Regions from separate parts of the Mus musculus genome. Here regions 1 and 2 are each linked to region 3. The links are chromatin contacts, called in public Hi-C and promoter capture Hi-C maps. All regions are on one chromosome and are shown on one strand. Each heading gives the region's core, a stretch centred on a gene start, on an enhancer-like site or on the middle of the called end of the contact. The rest is flanking DNA. Distances are from core to core; before and after follow the strand shown.

Region 1 (3,498 bases), core at 120-2,619, 530 kb after region 3:
TTTTGTCAGCTTTAATAATATTCAGAAGACAATTGCCGGGGTTGTGGCTCAGTGGTAGAGTGTCTCCCACGCACGAGCACTTGGGTTGGCTACCTAGCATTTCAAGCCAAAACAAAATAAGTAAAAAAGAAAGCAATACTAAGCACAAACAAGTGTTTCCATTTTATTTAACACTTAAGCAGATTATGTTCGTCGTCCATATGATGCACAGTCCAAAAACAAACCGAAGTGTAGAACATCACAGACAGTTATAGGACTAACTCGTCAGAGGAGGTTCAAACAGGCACTTTTTCCCATTTAAAGGAGCCATGCCGTGCTGCTCCTGGACATCCTGTATCTACTCTCCTTTGAAATACTTCAGACTGCTTAGCACATATGCAGCTGGGATGTAAAAGGTCGTAAAAAACACGACAATCCCAACAGCTGATTCCTGGAAAAGAAGAAAAGGAATATTAATGAGTATGGCCCACTGCCTAGTAAAACGGCTTATGGGCAGAGGCGTGGAGGTTGGCAGCAGAACACCGACTTTGTGGGCTTTTATGCACAAAACTCTGGGTGTTTCCCCTTCCTTATACACCCAGCTAAAGATCTTTCTCAGAGGTCGGAGAAATGGCTCATCTGCTAAAACTTTATACCACTCTTGCAGAGAACCTAAATTTGGTTGCCAGAATCCACATCAGGCAGGACATAGTCAACTCTAGCTCCAGATCCAACACCTCTGGCCTCTTCAGATACCTGCACTTTAGTGCACACATCCACAAAAGTATGCTGTGAAATTTGTCATATGACCAAAAAAAAAAAAAAAAGTCTTGGGTCCTGCAACGTGTTCCATTTGTATTCAACTGAATTTTCAAAAACTCATTTTTTTTCAATAGTTGCCGGTTTCTGACCTCTGGATTCTGGAAGCTCAACTATGTCTAGCGTCTCTCCACCAGTTTTTAGAGAAAATGCTATGTCTTGGCCACCAGGCAGGTAGATTACCCTGGAGTGAACCGAGGACCCTGTGCCTCCATAATGGAGAGCCAGGTCCTACTTGGGACTCTCATCCTCGCCCTGAACCGCCATCCAAAGTGACCCCACAACTGAAGCTGCCAACACACACAACCACACACACAACCACACACACACACCACACACTCCCCCCTCCACACCCATTTGGACCGTTAAGTGGGTTCTACCTCACCGTGGGCGACAGGATTTTTTTTTGTGGGCTTTCTGAGTGGCTGAGGCGGCCTGGGTGGCCAGGCTTCGAGAACAGGACTGCACGGTGGCGGAGGAGCGAAGAGCAGAGTAGCAGCAGGCGAGACATCGCAGGTCAGAAAAGGGCCACTGAGACAGAGCAAACCGGAGACCACCAGTGTCGGAGTCAAAGGCCGTTGGTAAAGTGTGCGCGAGGAAAGGGCGGGCAGCTGGTTTGAGCATGCGCACCATCCACTCAAGCCCTTTGCATGGAATTTGAGCTCTTACCCGACCCTGCTTCTCCGCTGTATGTGTTTTGGCCCTGCCACTCTCTACCTTCTTCCCACCTATGTCCTCACAAGTCCAGCTTCCTGCCCTCTCCCAAACTCTTTGCCAAACCTATTCAGTCCCAAAGCCACACTCAGGATTTTCTGATTTTCTTCTCCTAACACAAGGTGAGGGACCATTGGCTGCCAACATCTATAGCTATTGCTCAGTATTCCGTTGCTTTTAGTCAATAGCAGATATCATACCATTTTTACACTGCTCTAGAATATAAATTAAAATTTCCATAGATCGTGTTCCTGGTATTTTTTTTTTAACTTCCTTTTCTATTAGTTTTTGTGATCCTGACGCTTTAACTCCGGGCTCCATGCATACTACATCAGTAAATGAACTAAAACCATTATAGCTCATCCTTTCACAAACCAGAGCAAAGTAAATGTGCGTCTATTTTAGCCTTGCTTTACTTGCTGATAACTCTTCTTCCCTACCTGTAAACTAATTCTTAACAATGAAAACAAACGAACAGAGAAAAGCCATGCATGGTGGACCACATCTGTAATTCCAGCATTAGTTTGGAAGCAGGGGGTTGGGAGGTCAAGGCCCTGCATGCTAGGCTAAGGTTAGAGCAGGAGGCCAGCCTGAGCTGTGTGAGAAAGAAAGGAGGGGGTGAGAAGGGATGAGGGAGGGAAGGCAACAAAGGAACTAAAAGAGAAAAGAGAGACAAGACTAAGATCAGGTTTTTAACCTGAGGAGTGATAGTGCACGCCTTCAATCCCAAGGCAGAGGCAGGTAGATCAATGAGTTAGAGGCTAGCCTGATCTACAGAGCAAGTTCCAGGACACAGAGAAACCCTGTCTCAAAAAAAAAACATTAAAAAGAAAGAAAGAAAGAAAGAAAGAAAGAAAGAAAGAAAGAAAGAAAGAAGGAAGGAAGGAAGGAAGGGAGGGAGAGAGAGAGAGAGAGAGAGAGAGAGAGAGAGAGAAAGAAAGAAAGAAAGAAATTTTATAGGATGATGATGATGTTAAAAAGATTCACGGTACAGAGAATCTGGGCCCAGAAGAGAAGATGAGAAATCACCAACAACTAAATTTGTATTCATCAATAGAAAAATAGAATAGATTATTATAAGTTTTGAAATTTAATATCATAAATATTTCTTTTGCAAGCCTATTGTATAAATAACCTTTGAGATAATAAGTGCCTTGTTTGGGGAGTAGAAAGTGTATTGTGCTGCTCTATACATTTTTTTTAGGAGTGGGTTGAAACTGTAAGGCACATGGATATACTAAAATCATATCAGGGGCTAGAGAGATGGCTCAGCAGTTAAGAGCACTCACTGCTCTTCCAGAGGTCCAGAGTTCAAATCCCAACAACCACATGGTGGCTCACAACCACCTGTACACAGATCTGATGCCCTCTTCTGGTATGTCTGAAGACAGTAACAGTGTACTCACATACATTAAATAAATAAATAAATAATAAGTAAATAATAAATAAATAAATAAATAAATAAATAAATAAATAAATAAATATCAGGAAAACCAGGCCAAATGACGTACTGGACTCAGCAGGGCAATGACGGGCTGTTAGTCCCTCATCTAGACCTCATAAAGAGGTCAACAACTTGTACTGAGAGAGTGATAGCTCTCCCAACCTGTCATGTGACCACCAGTATGTGGCAAGGAAGGGACAAGAAGAGACATCAACTGGACTTGGTTTCCACTGTTGATAAGGCCTACTTAAATTGCCCTCTATCATTCCTCCAAGGTTCCCTTCAGCCATTCGTTTATCTGGATCTGATTCTGCCCTTTCATCTCTGTAGCTGAACCCAACTCTATAGCTCACGTTGACCCTTCAGCCACAACAGCTTCTCCAGGTTGGTTTGGTTAGGTACACCTTCCAACCCCTTCCCATGTGCATGTTCATGTGAGCACTCGTGCACACACATACACACACACACACACACATGTAAGTGTGGGGGAATTCTTGCATTTCTGTCAGTGAAAACTCTTGAACTATTAACCCTTTGTAGTC
Region 2 (3,583 bases), core at 1,008-3,507, 630 kb before region 3:
TACACACGTGAACTTCATATTCTTATTTTCCCATCCACCTGCAAGTCAGCCATCCAATTGGCAGGAGAGGGGTTGCAGACGACAGGTCTGAAAGAGGTCAGTGACCAGCAGATGGCAGCAGTGTGCTTCTGAGGTCCTCACAGAAGCTTATCTCTCTCCAGTGTCCTTTCTGATTTATTCTCAAAATTCCAGGAAGTGGCTAGGGCCTCAGAGCCCCATGTGGCAACTGAACTGACTTTTGTCCCCTACCCTGAACTCACTTTTGTCCCTTGGGGACTTTTCTGGCTTCTACTACTGGGGAGAGAAGTTACTGGCATCTCATAAAAAGATACCAGTGATGGTGTTGAATGTTCTGGAATACATTTTCTTACGGAAAAAAAATATATATATATATTACAGAAATAAAAATATATATACATATATATCAGTTCAGATGTTGGCAAAGCCCAGAAAGTTAAGAGAACTGTGTTCATAGACAGGTAAACTGAGGCCTCAAGTAGCAGTTTTATTGTGTGCTCTTTCCTGGTGTGACCACATGGAGCTGCTGCAGGGTGGGTGGGAAGAAGCACTTTCTGGCTTGTCTGCATAGCATACTGTAAGTAGGAAGCCTTGTTAGGGAGTGAAGCTTAGCCTCCTGCCTGTGTAGCCTGGGAAACAGGCACCTGGTCAGGACAGATGAAATAAAGGAGAGATATAAAGTGGCTAGGTGACTTCTTTCTCCACCCCCTCCACCCCTCATCCCACAGGAGACTCTGAGGTGCCAGGATGCAAACCCCATGGACTTGGGGATACTTATATGCGTACAGGTTCACATACATCAAAGTGTCCGGCTGGAGCTGACAGCAGCCTGGAATTGGTTGTATTATACCAATACAACCAATATGTCTTAAATATTAAATTAATATTATGTCTTAATATGTCATTAATGAACTTAATATGTCATTAATGAACATGGTCAAAAGCCTTCGTCTGGGAAGTCATGGGCTCTGTAGGGGAACCTGCTACCATCGTTTTACTTAGTGGTCGTGTTATCAAACTGCCCTCCAGACACCGTGTTTATGAGCACAGATTAGTGCAGAGCATAGTCTTCACCAGAGAACCTCCTTACTTCAGCAGGAAGCACTTGATGGAGAACTGTAACCTATGGTCATCATCAGTAATAAGACATCCATCACCCTCTCCCAGAGTCAGGCAGCCCCGAGGAAGAGACAGTGGGCAGTATGTAAGACCCGGGGGACAGAGGGACAGGCCGCAAAAAGAAGTCTCCCTGACATAGCATAGCCATCACGTCCATAACTCGTGTGGCTGTCTGCAGATCTCTATAAGATTGGGCCCCAACAGCTCATCATGGATTGAGAAGAAGGCATGAGGAATCATAAATTAACAGTTATGAGGAGAAGGGGTGCCATTTTCTTCAGTGATGTAGTCACTGGTAAGTTGCCCTTGGTTCCAGCAAAGACCTCTTGCCCTTGCTCAGCAAGAAACTCTAATCAAGCCAGGCAGAGTGGTATACAGCTTTGATCCCAGCACTGCAGAAGGGGATCTTTCAGTTTGAGGCCAGCAGCTTGGTCTACAGGGAAAGTTTCAGAACAGCCAGGGTTATACAGGGAAAATCTGTCTTGGGAAGAAAAAGAAAGAAAGAAAGAAAGAAAGAAAGAAAGAAAGAAAGAAAGAAAGAAAGAAAGAAAGAAAGAAAGAAAGGAAGGAAGGAAGGAAGGAAGGAAGGAAGGAAGGAAGGAAGGAAGGAAGGAAGGAAGGAAGGAAGGAAGGAAGGAAGAAAGAAAGAAAGAAAGAAAGAAAGAAAGAAAGAAAGAAAGAAAGAAAGAAAGAAAGAAAGAAAGAAAGAAAGAAAGAGGGGGGAAGGAGGGAAGGAGGGAAGGAGGAAGAGAGGGAGGGAGGAAGAAAGAAAGAAAAACTCTATTTAAACTCATACCACAGGGAAGAAGAGATGACAGTACGGATAAGGGATTCACTGTTAGTCCTTTTAAAATTGTATAATGGCTCTCAAAGGCTAGACCCAGAGCTTCCTCCTTAGAGACAAGAAGGGTGTGGGGGACACTCTGCTGGCAGGTGGCGACACCAGAGGAGTGTGGGCTGTTTTCCACCACAAAGCCTGAGCTCAGAATCTCAGAACCCACTTTCCTGGGGCAGAAAGAGATGCCATAGTCTACCGATTGGATGATGAAACAAACCCTGAGGCAGACAGTAGCACGTTTGTCTCCCCAGCTACAGTCTTCTGACTGGCTGTTTGGATGACTGCCTGGAGCTCTGGCTACTCTGGGGTTGTCTAGTAATGTCTAGCTCTGGCTACTCTGGGGTTGTCTAGTAATGCTTGCCATAGATAAAAACTGAGAGTGGAAAACGCAGCTGCTTTTCAGATTCTGGAGCAGATGACCAGAATACTGGAAGGGACAGATTGGAGAGTGGGGACCTTTCTAATAAATCACACGTCTCTGAATTGTTTCATTGTGGAACCTAGGCCAAGACACTGCGAGTGTCAGAAAACGGTGACCTGGGTGTCAGAAAGACTGACTGGGAGAGCCACTTCCTGATTTAAACTTCTTCTTCTCCTTCTTTTTTTTTTTTAACTAGCTACCTTCTTTATTTACATTTCAAATGTTAGCCCCTTTCCTAGTTTCCCCTCCGAAAATCCCCTATCCCCTCCCCCTGGTCCCCAACCAACCCACTCCCAATTCTTTCCCCTGGCATTCCCCTATCCTGAGGCATAGAACCTTCACAGGACCACGGGACTCTCCTCCCATTGATGATCAACTAGGCCATCCTCTGCTACATACTCGTAACCACGAGTCCCACCATGTGGTGCAAAGCAACATGTTACAGTGTAATGATAAAGAACTGTGTGGAGGCGGTACTATTCCACTCCATTTGTGTCATTTGAAGCTACACTGCTATATTCTGACATGAGTCTCTGTTAGTCTTCGCTTGACTATATGCCATGCCAGCAACCTATCCTAGTTTGGGGATGCTCAGCTTTGATGAGAGAGTGCCAGTGTCCCCATACAATGCTCTCTCTCTCTCTCTCTCTCTCTCTCTCTCTCTCTCTCTCTCTCTCTCTCTCTCTGTGTGTGTGTGTGTGTGTGGGGGGGGGGTTTCTAAGAGAGGCACAGTTGCTGGAGTAGCAGACAGTCCCCGATGAGATGGTCAATCCTTAGCTTGAGTGTGATTTTACCCTCCCTCTGAGAATAAAGTGAATAGATAGTAAAGACAAAATCAGCAAGGGGATATTCAGTATTTTTCTGATGCCATAATAAAATTCCATAACCAAGACATTTTACATAAGAAGGAATTTATGTTGGCTTAAGGTTCCAGGGGCATAAGGGTTCATTATGGCAGGGAAGTGTGGCAGCAGGAACAGGAAACTGATAGATTATACCTTCAACCACAAGCATGACGCAAAGAAAGTGACCTGGGATTGGAGAGAAGCCTCCCTCAGAGACAGACTTCCAGCATGGCTGCTTCATCAAACCCCCAACAAACAGCGCCACCTACTGGAAACTGAGTGTTCAGCGGCCAGAGACAATGACAAACACTGCCTTTTTGAATCACCACAGAAGGCGAATCT
Region 3 (3,341 bases), core at 126-2,625:
AGCTAGAATGGTGCCAGAGACTGCCCCTCCAGCTTTGACCATGGCTGCTGAAGATGTCATCTTGGAGACAATGGAAGCCACCAGTGTCCCTGTGCCCGAAAACGCCATGAGGACCAGTTAAGTTTCCAAACAGGAACCGAATCTATGGAGTGAATTGGAGTTTTGATGAGATTGGAGACCAAGAGCTGGATTCCACCAACGAACCTGCAAACACTGAATGGCTCCCGGCTGGAGAGAGAGGCTGCTCAGAATTGGTGGCCACACTGGGCTTGGCCCCAGCCCTAGGGTCTGAGATCCTGCTTCTTGTAGGGATTAAGGAGCCATTTTAGACAGTGCAAGTGATTCACTCCAGGCCAGAAGGCTCCATAGCAAAGACCTTAGGCACCAAACCAGCCTGGTCCAGCTGCTTACAAGTGGCAGGCTGACTACATTACTCTTAACCCTTATAGCTCACTTCACCAACCTCTAGCCTTCAGAGACTAATAGGGCCTGGGGTCCCTTCCTTCTTGGAACACACCCACTATTTGGTTTCAGACCCAAGGACAAGAGACTGAGGTGCATATTTGACATGTCAAAGCAGACCTGACCTCCAGGTTCCAGACCTGGCCTCCAGGTTCTCCCAGCATCCCTCAGTCCCTCCCTGGCATACCCTGGCCCAACCCTTGAACTGTCCAGCCCAAAGGCTGGGCTGCCATAAGCCCAGGCCTCTTCCCTAAATGGTCCAGACATGCTGGTGTCTAACTGTCTCTTCCTGGACTTCTGTTCTCTCTTGGTGCATGCACATGTCTCTGTCTCATCCTCCTATCACCATAATGAGGTCCCTGAACTTGGTCCTTGTGGCCAGTGATCTTGCCTGAGAGCAGCTTCCTGATAAATCTGCCTATATAGAATTAATCTGACTTGAATTATCTCATTGCGCCAGCTTAGGAAAAATAACCCATTACCTTTATAGATAGGTGCCTTTTCAAGAACTAGACGGCTTCTGAGAGAGCCTGTACATTGGCTTCCCTTCAGCCTCTGAGGACTTTTGCCTCCTAGGCCTAGGGGCATCTGAGTAGGGTCTCTGTTCTGGACCTACCCACTGAAGATTTCCTGAAGACCCCAACTGACATCCCCACCCCCACTACTACCAACAGCTGGATCTTGGATTCGTTTCTGGAAAACCCAGTTCATTTCAGAGTGGAAAACTCTACTGTGGTCAAAGAAGACATACCCAATGATGTAAATAAACTAGAGGATGAGATAGGTTTCAATTTCCTCTCCTCCCTCCAGGCCCGTCAAGTCCACTGTGCAGGAAGACACACCCAGTGACTGAAGACAGCTGCTGAAATAAGTTTCGATTTCCCCAGCTCTCTCCAGGCCCGACAAATCCACTCTAGTTGAAGATACACCCCGTGACTGAAGACAGCCAATAAGATAGGTTTCTATTTCCCCAGCTCTCTCCAGGCCCGACAAATCCACTCAGATTGAAGAAACACTCAGTGATGGAAGGCAGCCAATGAGAAAAATTTCCATTCCCACTGCTGTTTTGGCTGGGAAGAAAAATTCACTATTCTTTTACTGAGGGTTCTGAGTGTTAATCGGTTTACAAAGTATTGTAAAATATAACACGTTTGCCAGTGGGTTTTTTTCCTTCCAGTGACAGTGCTGTGGGAGAAACTTGAAGTAATAAAATTGAGGTTGTAAACATTTATTAATAATGTCACTTAGAAAATATTAAGTTGCACGAAGTCGAATTTAATATTAAATTACACAAACTGGAATGTCTCCAATATGAAAGGAATGAAAGTGAAATATCACTGGGTTTCTTATACACTGTAGAAAATAAAATTTTGTACCATGATTGAAGTTTAGGGTGGCTGAGAAGGTTTTTGCTGTTGTTCACCAAGAATGAACCCAAATCTGGCTCCGTTCCTGTAACAACGGGCAACAACCTTGACTCATAATCAGACCTTTGTTCCCTCCCCATATCAAAGAACAGGCTCTAAAGGGCAACTCAAGAGAGCACCTCAAGGTCACAGCCACCTTTAAGTCCTAGTCTGCCATCAAACCCCCTAACCTCTTATTAAGAAAGGCTGAATTCTGCATGCAGGCAAGATAGACCTGGGTTGCAAACATTCAAAAGGAACAACACTGGTGAAATTAAAAATAATTCCGGCAATACCTTTGCTGTATAAATCTCCCATCTGTCCAAGCTGCCTGACTTTCAGTCTCCTGTCTCTGGTTAAATATTCAAAGTGTACCCTGGGGCTGGGACTGAAAGAGACCGAAGGGTGACAGTTCCTGCCGAATGCTAAGCCTATGGTGTAAATAAGTTAGTAAAATCTTGTGTCCAGTTATCTTTGTACATTAGCCAGAGCCTATTATTGTCACTGTTACCACAACTACTAGTTGTAGGCCTAGTAGGAAGCCTTTTCCTTAAAAAAAATGTATATTTATTTTTACTCTTTTATGTGCATGAGTATCGTGTCTGGGTGTATATATCTGTGCACCACACTGTGCTTGGTGTTGGAAGAGGCGGTGAGAGCCATGGGCATCCTGTGCAACAAGAAGTGCTTTTGACTACTGAGCCAACTCTCCATCCCACCTTCTCTTTTCTAATCCTCAAGTGTGTGGATGTTTTTCTCACTGGGAAGGCATATAATTGCTATAACTACAGAATATTCAAAAAGTACAATAAAGGCAAAGAGCTTTGTCCGTCTCACTTCCACCCAATCAGAGGCAAGCATACATTCAATCAGGGGCAAGCGTACATCCACTCATGGGAAGCACACATCCAGACTTCTTTTCTGTCTATGTACTTCCTGCCTAACTTCAATCAAGCACGGCCTGTGCAGTTAGGGCAACCAGTATTGTTTACTGAAGTGAAAACACCAGTGGCTTGTTGTCTTCCATACATATCAACCCCAGACCTTCCAGGAAGTTGTCTGACCTTGGGCAAGTGGGGCTTATAAGATGACAGGATTATTTGATATCACATATAATATATAGTATATATCTCTAAAGCACAGTTCTTTAAACTTAAAACAGAACTTTAGCCCTTAGGAGGGTTATGTCAACAATAAATGTTGTAAAATTTGATAGAATAAGTGAATTTTAGCTAAGGCTAGCCTTACACTAAGCGTGCCTCTAAGGATGACCTTGAATCTTCTGCTTGGGAGAGTGCTGGATTATATGCATATATCACCATGCCTGGTTTCTTCCATAATGAGGACAAAATCCAAGGCTCTGTGTACACTAGGCAAGCATTCTACCATTGAGATGCATCCCCAACCTAGAAGAGTTTTTCTGTAGTATTATTTTGCTAATCATTAGATTATTTGGATTTGTGTCTTTCTCTC

What was found. Promoter capture Hi-C pulls out the DNA fragments that hold promoters and counts their contacts. A called contact is a pair of places that touch in the nucleus more often than the background predicts.
Region 1: a contact with region 3 is called in a promoter capture Hi-C map of embryonic stem cells, with 2.4 times the contacts expected there. The contact joins the promoter of Cox8c here to the promoter of Ifi27 in region 3. A contact is called at or near these places in 8 of 39 promoter capture datasets (cranial neural crest, embryonic stem cells, hematopoietic stem and progenitor cells and 3 more), 1 of 484 Hi-C or Micro-C datasets (the G1E-ER4 cell line) and 1 of 115 datasets of contacts at active chromatin or transcription factors (bone marrow-derived macrophages).
Region 2: a Hi-C map of cortical neurons shows a contact between it and region 3. The contact joins the enhancer-like site here to the promoter of Ifi27 in region 3. A contact is called at or near these places in 5 of 39 promoter capture datasets (the 3T3-L1 cell line, cranial neural crest, hippocampal neurons and 2 more), 3 of 484 Hi-C or Micro-C datasets (cortical neurons and palatal mesenchyme) and 3 of 115 datasets of contacts at active chromatin or transcription factors (astrocytes, effector CD8 T cells and memory CD8 T cells).

What each region holds. Positions count from the first base shown.
Region 1 is chr12:102,897,177-102,900,674 of GRCm38.p6, reverse strand. Cox8c (cytochrome c oxidase subunit 8C) reads right to left here and starts at 1,369. Exons shown (of 2, transcript NM_001039049.1): 1 at 1,184-1,369; 2 at 141-430. The coding sequence starts at 1,309. The coding sequence ends at 338.
Region 2 is chr12:104,066,380-104,069,962 of GRCm38.p6, reverse strand. No RefSeq gene overlaps it. Among named protein-coding and RNA genes, the nearest start is that of Serpina12, 24 kb to the right of the region's middle. Within about 2 kb of position 2,257, at least 158 of the 459 cell types and tissues checked have an H3K27ac peak or open chromatin away from gene starts, as enhancers often do. A contact at or near this core is called in astrocytes, cortical neurons, effector CD8 T cells and 2 more, where this site is marked.
Region 3 is chr12:103,432,223-103,435,563 of GRCm38.p6, reverse strand. Ifi27 (interferon, alpha-inducible protein 27) reads right to left here and starts at 1,375. Exons shown (of 6, transcript NM_194067.2): 1 at 1,214-1,375; 2 at 1-142. The coding sequence starts at 108. It also overlaps a transcript of Ifi27l2a not described here.